2 separate regions of the Mus musculus genome follow, and region 2 is linked to region 1. The links are chromatin contacts, called in public HiChIP or PLAC-seq maps. All regions are on one chromosome and are shown on one strand. Each heading gives the region's core, a stretch centred on a gene start, on an enhancer-like site or on the middle of the called end of the contact. The rest is flanking DNA. Distances are from core to core; before and after follow the strand shown. Region 1 overlaps Mitf (melanogenesis associated transcription factor). Region 2 overlaps Mitf (melanogenesis associated transcription factor).

Region 1 (6,402 bases), core at 3,393-5,892:
TCGTATTTAGCATGGTTGTGGGTTTTGTTGTTGTTGTTGTTGTTGTTTTTTCCTTCTGATTCTGGCCTGAGTAAGAATCAAATAAGCCTTTACCTTGGGATCTCAGACTGATTTCCAGTCTGTTCTTGAACCTAAAATGAAGACAGCTTGAAAACATGTAAGTGATTTTCCCACCAGCTGATTCCTCTACGGGTGAAGAGAAAAGAGACCATGGAATTGACTCGATGCCTCTCTTCCAGAAGGTAATATCCAGATGTTAACCAGAGCATAATAACACATATGGTGACCAGGGAGTGTATCCTAGTTACTGCTTCTACTTGCGAGTGTGTGTGTGTGTGTGTGTGTGTGTGTGTGTGTATGTGTGTGTGTTAGGACATCATTATTTAATATTAGATTTTTTTTCTCTTGCTGCTCAGAAGTGACTGGATCGCTAATGTTTGTTCAGAAACGTTGAGTTCACTTGCTTCAGTGACCACTCTTTGAAGTTTCTAGGGCTCATTTGATCAGGTCTGGAGTGCGTACGCTTCCTTTCCCACTTTTTCTCATGTTATTTTTGGCACTGCTGGTGTTGGAAGCTGGGGAAGTGATTCACTGCAAAGTGAATTAATTTTCCACGTTTTCTGATACGTTCCCCAGTCGCCCCCTGGTTCCTCTCCCCCCGCCCCCCCCCCCCAGAGATGACTCTGCACTTACACTGCTGTCATCTTTGCTGGCTCAGACAGAAATGCTGATGTCACTCAGATTTCTTAAATTACAGCTGCTAGGAATTAACAGAAATCGTAAAAGTATACCACTTCCTCATTTTGCTTCTTTCTGGACTAATTATTGTCCTTCTAAGTCCTTGGGGAGGTTAGGACCTTGGAAGCAAATTCTGTCTAAGAGTTCAAAAGGCAACTTTCAAGTTTCTTTCTCTGCTACTCCAGAGATAATGTAGCCCCTAGGATGGAGCTCTGGCATGACCTTCAATAACCCCAGCCTGGTCCTCACTCAGGATCTAACAGGTTGGACCATTGGACCCGTCTTTTCTCCTGGGTGAAGCGTTTCAGACAACTTCCCTTAAGTAAGTTTCCTTATATAGAGTGTTTTTGCTCAATGTCTTTTGCCAGCTCTAGACTGTTTTTGGTCTGAGGTGGAAGTTCTAATTTGTTTACTGATGTTTTCAGAGCCTTTGCTCCTTGAGGTGTGCTCTCTTCTGACGCCCTCACTCTCTCCTTTCGTTTACCACCAGCACACATTTGTTCTTCTGTCTCCACTCCCATCTCTAGTAGCTAGTTGCTGGGCTTTAGGCTCTCATTACCTCTTGTTTGGTGGCTTGAGCGATGGCTCCAAGAACCTGTCCTGGGAATTCCCCAGGCTTTGGAGAGGGCTGTGTGGCTGCCACCTGGAGTGAGCATCCAGGATGGCCATGCCCTGTTTGGCTCTATTGATTGAACTGAGCCCCATGGAAGCAGAAATAGAAGGGTTCAGCATTTGCACTTTCCTGTGTTGAGGTTTTTGCTTATTTCGTGTGTTTAGAAAAAGCATCCATTTGCAAACTGCTGACTTACTATTTTCTCTGGAATGGAAACTATTTGGATTATTTCAATGACTTTTAGCTAAGACTTGTTTGTCTACAGAATTAGTTTTGTTTTCTGGTGTCCCGTTTAAAGAAAGACTAGAATATGCCTTTTTTTTTTAACTTTATGGAAATAAGTGTTCCTTGGTGCTTGGGAATTACGCAAACCAATGCGCATTTGAAATACCATGTTTACTCCACAGAATCAAAATAGAAACTCTAAAGTGAAAATTACAGATATGTAAATATTTCTAACTTGGGACATTGGCTTCCTTTGATTTTTATTTTTCCTCTTGTTTAAGACATCTTCAGATTTTAGAGTATTCCCTTTCACAGTTCATTTTCTCACTAATCCATTTCACTCTCTCTCTTTCCTTTTAGAGGGGTGGGGTGGTAAGCAAGGTTCAACAGCAGACTTGCAGATGGAAGTCATGTGTACTCCTTGAGTGTTTGCTATGAGCTGGTGACGGGAGCTTTTCTGTTAGCTTTCACCAAATCGTGTTAGTTTAATTTTAAGATAAAGAGATTTAGCTTAGGAGGATGAAATAGTAGTTGATTATTTTAAGAACTATTGAGCATCAATTCAAGATTCTTAGGATAAAGCATCTTTGTTGAGCCTCCGGGAGTCTTTTTGCTTTGAGATCTGTATATAGTTAGGGAGCATTCCCTCTGATAGTGGCAGTGATGTTTGAATTGAGATTTTGGACGTCATAAGAGGAACTATAGATTAAGCATCAAGTGAACTGTTCATTTCACTATATTGGTGATCATGCATGGTTTATTTTATCCCCACAAATAGCACCATGGTATACCTAGTAATTCCTGAGTGAATGTTGAATGCATGCATGCATTGGGAAGCCTGGTTGTAGGATCAGCTGTTTCATAACTAACTGTGGGACCCTGGGTTAGTGTCTATGAGGAGTCAGTCTCTTTTGTCCAGTGAAAGGGAAGGAATAGATCAGGGATGGAATGACTGGGCAAGGCACATGCTGCTCTTTGGTAGGAAATGAGAACCTCTTTCTCACCTGCCTGGGGTCCTTTATGGCTTCCAGCTTATGCCACTCCACTTCTTGGGGAAATGAAGCCAGGCGCTCTCTCAGAAGCCTTCTTTCTAAGGTTTCTTATGATGGATCTTTGACCTTGCGGCTTTCTTTGTTTGTAACAAGTCAGCAGCAGTTTGTGACACTTGCAGGTCAGCAGGCTTTGACTTAGTCAACAGCGAGGGCAGCAGTATACACTATTGGCCTCTCCTTTAGATTGACTTGAACTATCAGCATGTATATATACAGCTTAATCAGTAGGCACAGCCAGTATTTCTCTAGAGGAGGAAGATATCAAGAGGTGATGAGATCCACAGTCTCGCCTTTTTCCTTTGAATCCCTTCTGTGCATGGAACATGTGATCATTGACAGCTGCTGCATTCTGGACTGTCCAGGCCAGGGCTAACATGTCTGCCCTGAAGACACTGGATCTGTCTTCCTGCAACTCACTATGGCATAAATATGATGATTCGAAATCTGTAATTGTTGCTTTGGGTCTAAAAGATGGAAAAGCCTGCTCTTCTGGGGGGCCATGGCATGTGAAGAAAAGTCTCCTCGCAGGAGTGAGCCTGACTTTATCACTGAAAGGGTATTGCCCATGAAATGAGAGAAAATCATTCTGGGTGGAAGCCCCACAGCGTGACTCGAGCTTCGCTGAGCGTGGCTGGAGCTGTGTAGGTAAGGGACAATGCTGGACTTTCCACTTGGAGGGTCCAGCTGTTCTCAACCATCCTAAGGTTGTGACCTTTGAATACAGTTCCTCATGTTCTGGTGACCCCCAATTATAAAGTTGTTTCATTGCTACTTCACTACTGTAATTTTGCTACTGTTATGAATTGTAATGTAAATATCTGATATGCAGGATATCTGATATGTGACCCCTGTGAAAGGGTCCCTGGACCTCCAAAGGGGTTGTGACCCACAGGCTGAGGACCACTCTTCTAGATGAATCTTCTTTGTGAGAAATGACAAGATATATGTGGTGTGCCTCCATGAAGATGGGTGATGATTGCAAGAGGGTGAAATCCTCCATTTCAGTTTGAAGGCAGTGAGGCCAGAAGTGAGGATGGCGTGCTGCTTACTGGTCATAGTTAAGCAACCACTCATCCTTTCGTCTACTGAGTCCTTCATCACATAGTCAGGAGCCTCTTCTGTACCCAGCATGGGGAATAGCCTGTGAGTAAAGCAGACATGGTTTCTGCTCTCTGGAAGCCTCTGTTCCAAGAGGAGAACAGTCATTGAGCTCTGGATGGGGTCAATGATCAACATTCTACTAGTCCGTCTTGTCCCGCACTCGTTTCTTTCCTTTAGATAATTTATAGGCTGGTGGCTTGCTTCAATGACAAGAGTTGGAAGGTGATGTTAGGTAAGCAGATAAGGCCCATGCCTTGCATTGCATATGCTTATGTGCCTGCACAGGGGGCCTACAATAGAGCATTTGGTGACTCCATAGGCAAATCTGTTCCAGGAAAAGTTCTAGACATTTCCCCATACTTTGTGTGGAATGGCCCTGGCATTTTAGTCTGCAGTCTAAGAAGAAAGTCTCAGATCTTGTGGACCTTGAAGGCAGCTTTGGTGGCTGCTTTCCTGCCTGTGTTCCTTGTTGTTGCCAGTGCTTGGCATTTACATGGAGGCGCATGAACCGGCCTTGGGGCAGTAAGACTGACAGATCAGAGAAGTGATCTACTGTAAAGAGATGTTTTGGTACAGACACGGCAATCAGTTTCTCCACCAAATAAAAGTCTTCCAAGGTCCCCATCCAGGCCAGCATTGTCTATAATACAGAGTTCAGACCCAGCTGACTGAATGATACGGATTCCTAGCAAGGTAAAGCATCACTACAAGGAGATGTTGCAGATTTGTCCAGGGAGTCTGCCTCTCCCAATGCACATGATTGGTAAAGGCAGAAGCCTGTTGCTGTAAGAGCTGTGGAGTCAGCTCATTTGAGGTCTGAATCTCAGCTGCATTGGTAAGTAGCTGGGTGAGTCTAGGGGGATGATTAGGGCCCTCTGTTCCTTCACTTGTCAAATAAGGTGGTGGTTAAGCACGTAAGCTCTATTGTTCAACTTGCCTGGGTTTGTATGCCTGCTCTACTGCTGTGTGACAATGAGCAGTGTGTTCTCTTAACTGTCTTATCTGTAGAATGATAACAATGAAGATGATAATAGTACATGGGATTATATGCATAAGGGTTTAACACAATACCTGGCACTTAATTCATTCTCAGTATTCCTTACTCAGCCATCTTCCTTAACCTCATTGTGTTGGGCTTTCTCGAACATCCTGTAATGAATGCTGTCTGACTGGTATTTTGTTTTATCTGAAAATTAGTGTTTTATGAAATACACTTGCTACTATGTGCTTTTCTTTGGTGTGTGTGTGTGTGTGTGTGTGTGTGTGTGTGTATGTTAGGATCTTGTTATATAGCCCTAACTAGACCGGAACTCAGTATGTGGACTAGTCTGGCCTTGAACTTTAGACAACTTTTGCCTCCACCTCTTGAGTACATGGCTGCCATGCCTGGCTTTTGTTTTTTTTCTTTAACTTAAAACTTAATCGTAGAATTTCTGGGTGAGGGATATGTTTGCTGTTCTACATAGTGGATATCCAATTACATTTTAATTTTTAACAGAATTTTTTTCAATGTATGTGACATGTATTATTACATACTTAAATTTTAAAATTGCTTATTTAAATTTAAATGGGTAGATAGCCTATATTTTTATTTGCTAAATCTGGAAACCTAGTTTGGAACTAAAACTTAACTGTGTACTTTCATTTGATATATATGTGTGTGTGTGTGTGTGTGTGTGTGTGTGTGTGTGTGTGCATGTGTATGTGTATAAATACATTATTTTCTGTCACAATAACATTTATTATGAAAAGATTATGGTGTTTTAATAATATACATAATACTATATATGGCATATTGCATGAAATTATGAAACGTTCTGGCATAGTTTTAACCTTAAGGGGTCAGGTAATGCCCTACCATGTAGATGCACATTCCGGAGAATCCTGAAGATCTCATCACCTTTGAAGGAAATTACCTCATTATTCAGAGTCACCTAGCTGGGGAACAATGCCATTCCTTAGGGTTGGCTCGGTTTTCTAAGCAGAAGAATAAACACATCCAGTGGTTAGGTTAATATCTTGGAATGATTTCATTCTGTTTACACCCGAAGCTAATTTTTTGAGTGGCTTTGGCCTTGAAGCTATGAGACTCGTTGGTGACTCTCAGAGAAGTTGCATCTAAGACGGAGATGCTTTGAGTTCAGTGTTCCCAGAGCATACTGTGCACACCGGAGAGATGACTGTTCCCACCTTCAAATCCTTTCATGTGTGATGGCTCTAGAGCAAGAAATGATACTAACAAGAGACAGAATAAATAAGGTCATGGTCTATGGCAGGTCAAGCCAGGTCCCAGAGGGTTGAATGTACTGTACGCAATAACTAATTGTGGAAAGCCCAAGTGGATTGGAAGTGGATTAAATTAAAAGTGGCTTCTTGGAGGGTACTATTTGAGAGAACTTAACCAAAAAAATGAGAATAATTTCATTTTCAGAAATGGAATGTTCTAAGTATGAGGTCAGCATTAACAAATGCTTAGAAGTGTCTTCAGTTTGAGGCAAACATGTTACTTAAATGTTTCAAAAATAGATACATATGCACACAGTACCCCATGTTTCCTGCAAACCCCCTTTTGCATGTGACTGCTGATGGTGCAGGATACCTACACTTGACCTAAGATTCATGAAGCAGGATAGAATCCCATGTTGGGTTCCTAAGTATTTGTTGTACAGTGGC
Region 2 (5,620 bases), core at 1,017-3,516, 180 kb after region 1:
TGTAGTTAGTCCAGATTGGGCTGTGCTGGTCTGGGAGCTGGCCCGTGAAACACTTGACTGGCATGTGCAAAGCCCTGGAATTGTTCCCTAGCATTGCACACAAAAATATGCTCAAGTGTAAAATATTTTGATTTTGAAAGCTTAGTGCGAAGAAAAGAATGTGCACCTTCTAATTTAATTTTTTTATATTCATTACCTGTTAAAATGATAATGGCCTATAGAAAATGGATTTAATGGAATATTAAAGTTAACTTAATGTCTTTTCCTTTACTAGTTTAGCCTGGCCACTAAGGAATCTAAAATTACACATGTAATGTGTATTATTTATTTTTGTCAGTCCTGGGCTAGAAGAGGAGTTTTTATATATCTCATGAGCAAAACCAAATGTTTTATTATTTTAAGTGGTTAAAAAGAAATCCAAACAAGAGTGATGTCTTATGATCAGAAAAATTATGTAAAATTCAAATTTCAGCATCCAAAGTAAGTCTGTTGCTATGCATGAGCAGGTGTGTGCTGCCCAGGTTATGCTAAATTGTTGTTGCTGTATTTTTTAATTGTGTCATTACAGATCTGTGCACATTTTATGAGCACAAATTTGTTTTCTCTTTAGTTAAACAAGTACAATACAGATGTGCCCAATTTTGATGTGCAACTGAGCACCCTGCCCTGGTTTCAGGGCCGTTGTAGAATGAAGTGGGAAATTGCCTGCCTAAGAGCTTCATAAATGAGGAGACTCCAAAGGCAGCTCATCCCTTCTTAAAAGTTCATTCCCCTCCAGTAGCAAAAGGAAGATGCGCTAAGATAAGGGTGAAGTGGGCTCAAGTTTCCATTGTCCTGGCTGGTGACGTCAGTACGCACATGCCTTTAATGAGATATGCTGAACACCGGGTGTGCCTCAGTCACTAATGGCCCTTTCCCATGCTCTTTTCTTGAAGTTGAACGAAGAAGAAGATTTAACATAAACGACCGCATTAAGGAGCTAGGTACTCTGATCCCCAAGTCAAATGATCCGTGAGTACAATCGCATGTTCATCTGCATCATCTACTTCCGCACCTTTCCATTTTCTCATATGAGAAATTAAAGGACTCTCTCTCCCCTCACCCCCCCACCCCCGCTTCCTTTTCTCAGCATTTCCTCTGCTTAATTTCACGAAACTAAAATTTCAAGAGAAATGTACTGAATTGTACGAGCTGAGATAGTTAGCTTTGAATGTGGGCAGTAGAGTTTATGGGCATCTGAGAACTCAGCAGAAAATTTTGAGCTTGGGGCTTGAGGCAGGCTTTCACGGTCACACATACATGATCCCAATAGTTGTTAAGGCAAGATGGGTGGCATGTAGGAACCCCAACTACATAGCATCTCTAAATGGGCATTGATGAGCAGACACTGAAAACATCAAGTTCAATGATACTGGGAAGGCAGAAGGTCAGTAGTTTTTATGAAAACGTGCATAGTCTTTGTATGTTTTACCAATCTAGGAGGAGAGAAAGCAATGGTTAATCCCCTTACAAATTACAGCTGATCTCTGTTTCAGTTTTTGGTCCTCTCTGCCTCCTCTCTTGGAGATAATAGCTAACAGATAATTTTCGAGTCTTTCCTACCACGTTATCTGCCACGTCAGCAAACTGGTCAACAAATATACAATTTTTATCCATTAGAAACTGGCCCATTTGAGATGAAGAGCTGGGGGGATGTATATATTTTAATGGCCCCCACAGGCATTCTATGAAATTAGCCTTTGAATATGACCTTTTAGCTATCTAATAAAAAGTAAAGATGCAATCAGGCATTATTCATTCAAGGCTTATTAAATTCACGACTCACATTATTGTCGGGGAATTTGTAGCAAAATAAAATAAAACCATTACCTATCGTGAGGTGGTTTTGATAAATGTGCAGCCATTTCTGTCTTCTAACACTTTGGCTTCCCAGGCTTCAAGGAGAAGCGTGTTCAAGCTGGAGACATCCAGCGTCTCCATTGTGCCGCACAAATTCATCCTCCTAAGGGCTGTGACCTTCATTTCCTACAGTCAGTCTTGCATGAGAGCTGAAATTGAATTCCCAATCCCTCTTCTTTATCAGCCTTTCCCCCCTTTTTTTAGCATATTCTTTTAAAACTGTAGTGTGTAAATCTCTTCAGTAACAGATTATGAAATTAAGGCGCGCTCTAGTGTAAGCTTGGATTTACATGTCTCCTCCATTGTAATGGAAGGCTTATGTGTTTACAGAGGGGGCTGGTAGGGAGATCGCTTGGCAGGCATTGTCTTAAGATAAAACTGCACTGTGGGTTTTCCAAGCCGGGTATTTGGACTGTGCCTTGGAACTGAAATAGAGACACACTTTACCTGATTAGTGTCCCAGCTCCTTCCCTAGAACGAGTGTACTTCAGCATTTACTGACTTGCCCATGCAGAAAGATTCCTCTAAATTACCCAAAACACAACATTTGAATCTAATTTAGCCAAGGAACATAATTAATTGAGTCTCAAGTAGACATATCCCCAGATGCCTGAGAGAAGTATGTCTTGAAAAACTGAGTGGCCAACAGCTCGGCTTGAGAAGCCTGGCTCTGGCTTCTCCCTTTGGTGGCCTGTACAAGGCATGGTCCCTTACAGTGGTGTTTCTGGCTGGCTGCTACAGCTTTTGTTGCTTTCAATTTTTAGTCTTGAGAATTGGTCCCAGTGCTCACTCTGAGTATCTTGGGACACCTCCCTGGGCTGCCGTTTTTGGTGCTCAGATATGGGGGATCCACCTCAGGGTCTTCTCTGGGGAGGCTGTAGCTGTTCTTCTCCTTGGAGAATTCCTGTTTTGTTCCTCAGCCAGCCCCTATGAGGATCAGTGACCAGGTGGCTCATTTAAATGGCCTGCTCCTCACCTATTCCATATGACACTTCTGATCAGCTCTTAGTCGCTGTAGGTGATGGGGTTGACGGTTCTATTTACCTCGGAGAGATTTTTATTTTATCACTATAGTCATCATCAGTACAAATTGTCTACTAAAGGGACTGGAAAGATTACTTCCACAAATGTAGTTCACTCTCCATGGTTTGTTCTGGGCTACTCAAAGATTTTTACTGTAACTTTGTCCTTGTTTGCTTTCCACTGCTGTGATAAAAATATTGACAAAAAAGCATCTTGGGAAAGAGGAGTTTTACTTGGCTTTCGTATTCCAATCATACTCCATCACTGAAGGAACTCAAGGCAGGGACCTGGAAGCAGGAACCGAAGCAGAGGAGTACAGAAATGCTGACTTTCTCTACAAAGCTTGTTCAGCGTCCTAATATTTCCAGGACCATCTTCCCAGAGGTGTCATAGCCCATATAGTCTGGGCCAACCTACCACCATCATTAATTAAGAAAACGTTCCCACAGATGTGTCTACAGGCCGATCAGAGGGATGCATTTTCTGAATTGCTGTATCCTCTTCCCAGATGACCCTGGCTTATGTTAGATCAGCTTTTGTCCACAGTTAGCACACTGGTGCCACAATGAAGAAGCTGAAAGTCACACTGTTGGCAACCATTGATATTGGAAATCCAGGGCAGTATCTGGCCAGGTTTCTAACCATGGCAGTTGCCGTGATTGTGTTAAACACTTAAACACAGTACTTGGTCCAGTATTGAATGATATTCTCAAGTTCATATAAAGCATCTCCTTTGATTTAATTACTCATTTACAAGGCTGCTCAAAAGCACATAGTAACATCATTTCACAGATGAGAAAATGGATACAGAGTGAGCTTAGATAATGCCCATAATAATTCATGATGAAAATTGAAGAGGGTGTTTTCACACCTTAGACAAGTGGTGTGTTCTCACAGGCCTTTGGTTCTTCTTATCCTATCCCAGTGACTAAGTCTTTATAGTTCCAGGTATATACAACTGTTTAAGACAGTTTATACATAAGGTATGGTCATCCACACACATAAATTAAATAATTGATTTCACCTAGTGAAAGGTCTGTGGTCTAGATGAAATTGTACTGTACTGGTTTCAACATCTGCACAATGTCTCCACCTTATGTAAGGTGTTTGTCAGGAGAAAGTGAAATGTTATATACCAAATAAGGGACCAGTGGCCAATGTGGGGTGAGCACTAATTGGGATCTAGCCATCACTTATTTGTAATTGCCTTTCCAACTATACGTCAAATACTGAATTTTCTTTGAACTCCTAATTCCTGAAAGGGTCCATTGTCTTGTTTTATCACAGAGACATGCGGTGGAACAAGGGAACCATTCTCAAGGCCTCTGTGGACTACATCCGGAAGTTGCAACGGGAACAGCAACGAGCTAAGGACCTTGAAAACCGACAGAAGAAGCTGGAGCATGCGAACCGGCACCTGCTGCTCAGAGTACAGGTATCCACCCTCTGCCATGTGAACTGATTTCAGGACAATAGGAAGGGTGATGTAGTAAGCCCTAAGGGAGCTGGAGGCAGTCTTAATATAGGTAGTCCTTTCTGTTTGTTGGTCCCATAATTGTGAGTTTGCCTACTGGTAAAACATTATTGGTGATTCCAGACTATCAATGGCACGTTTGCAACCACTCTTGGATGACATGCACCCGTTAGTAGATCTGAGTTGCTTGCAGCTCTTTGCCCAGAGGCTAAGCCCAGGTGAAGGGCTTTTTGTGGCAGCCCTCTGAATTATAGACTGTTAAATGACTCGTTCCCTTATAGTGTTGTCACTTAGGTTGGGGACTTCTCATCTTACCCTGACCCCCAAGCATCATACGAGGCATGTAGATACTTCTTACAGCCAGGAAAGTCACAACGTGCTGACTGGGTCTGGGTATCAGAGAAGCCTCACCCAGGCAGAAGTTAGTACTCCTGGTTGGGTGTTCAGTGTGAATGAATCTACGGTGCACTCTGCTTGAGGGTGTATACCGCGGTCATCGAACACCCATCTTCCCGGTGCTCCTGAACACTTCACATTCCCCACAAGTTAACAACACATTGGCTGTGGCTGCACTGATCCTTAGCCACGGGGCCAGGAGGCAGAAAGTGGTCCTCCTCTAGGCCTGGGCTTTAGAATCCAGGAGGTTAAACAGGGGTTAGATGTAAATTAAGCATCTTTCTTCCCCTCCCCCCCACATACCTCCTTCTTCTCCTTTAATCTGTTCTTTGTCTTATGTTACTTACATCTCTTCTATAAAATGGCCTTAGGTATCTGGTACTTGGTGTATCCATTTGTAAGGTAGCTTATGTTATTTCCTTATTAAATTATTTAAATATAGCCAGTTTTTCTAAGGAAAAGCTAAGTCGTGTCTTATGTTGAGGTTCCCCATCTCACATATCCATTTTAAATATGAATGTTATGGAATTTGGGCCTTGGGAATTCCATGGCAGTGCCCGCTTGGCTTTCTTCTGTTGACTGCAAGGCTGGCTCTACCACTTTTGTATGTTATAGGGAAAAAAATCATTAATTAGGCAGTAGAGCTCTACAGTGCCACAAGGCCTCAGAGCTCTCTACGAGATTTAAAAGCTCATTTAGAAACTGAAGGAACTATTTTAATTTGTTGATAAACACTTCTAGTTAGACAACAGAGGGGTACAGTAAGATGTTTGTGTCTCCCCTAGTTAATGTATTTTCTTGCTTCTTTTGAAAAGACAAACTATACTG

The links. HiChIP or PLAC-seq counts read pairs in DNA pulled down with a chosen protein or histone mark.
Region 2: a contact with region 1 is called in an H3K27ac HiChIP or PLAC-seq map of extraembryonic endoderm stem cells. The contact joins two enhancer-like sites. A contact is called at or near these places in 1 of 15 datasets of contacts at CTCF or cohesin (the NIH/3T3 cell line), 3 of 484 Hi-C or Micro-C datasets (embryonic stem cells and uterus), 3 of 115 datasets of contacts at active chromatin or transcription factors (bone marrow-derived macrophages, embryonic stem cells and extraembryonic endoderm stem cells) and 1 of 9 other capture datasets (embryonic stem cells).

Annotation. Positions count from the first base shown.
Region 1 is chr6:97,828,474-97,834,875 of GRCm38.p6, forward strand. The region is part of intron 1 of Mitf (melanogenesis associated transcription factor); the gene reads left to right. Among named protein-coding and RNA genes, the nearest start is that of Mitf, 25 kb to the left of the region's middle. Within about 2 kb of position 4,643, at least 3 of the 459 cell types and tissues checked have an H3K27ac peak or open chromatin away from gene starts, as enhancers often do. A contact at or near this core is called in extraembryonic endoderm stem cells, where this site is marked.
Region 2 is chr6:98,009,460-98,015,079 of GRCm38.p6, forward strand. Mitf (melanogenesis associated transcription factor) reads left to right here. Exons shown (of 10, transcript NM_001113198.1): 8 at 936-1,011; 9 at 4,210-4,357. Among named protein-coding and RNA genes, the nearest start is that of Mitf, 210 kb to the left of the region's middle. Within about 2 kb of position 2,267, at least 1 of the 459 cell types and tissues checked has an H3K27ac peak or open chromatin away from gene starts, as enhancers often do. A contact at or near this core is called in extraembryonic endoderm stem cells, where this site is marked.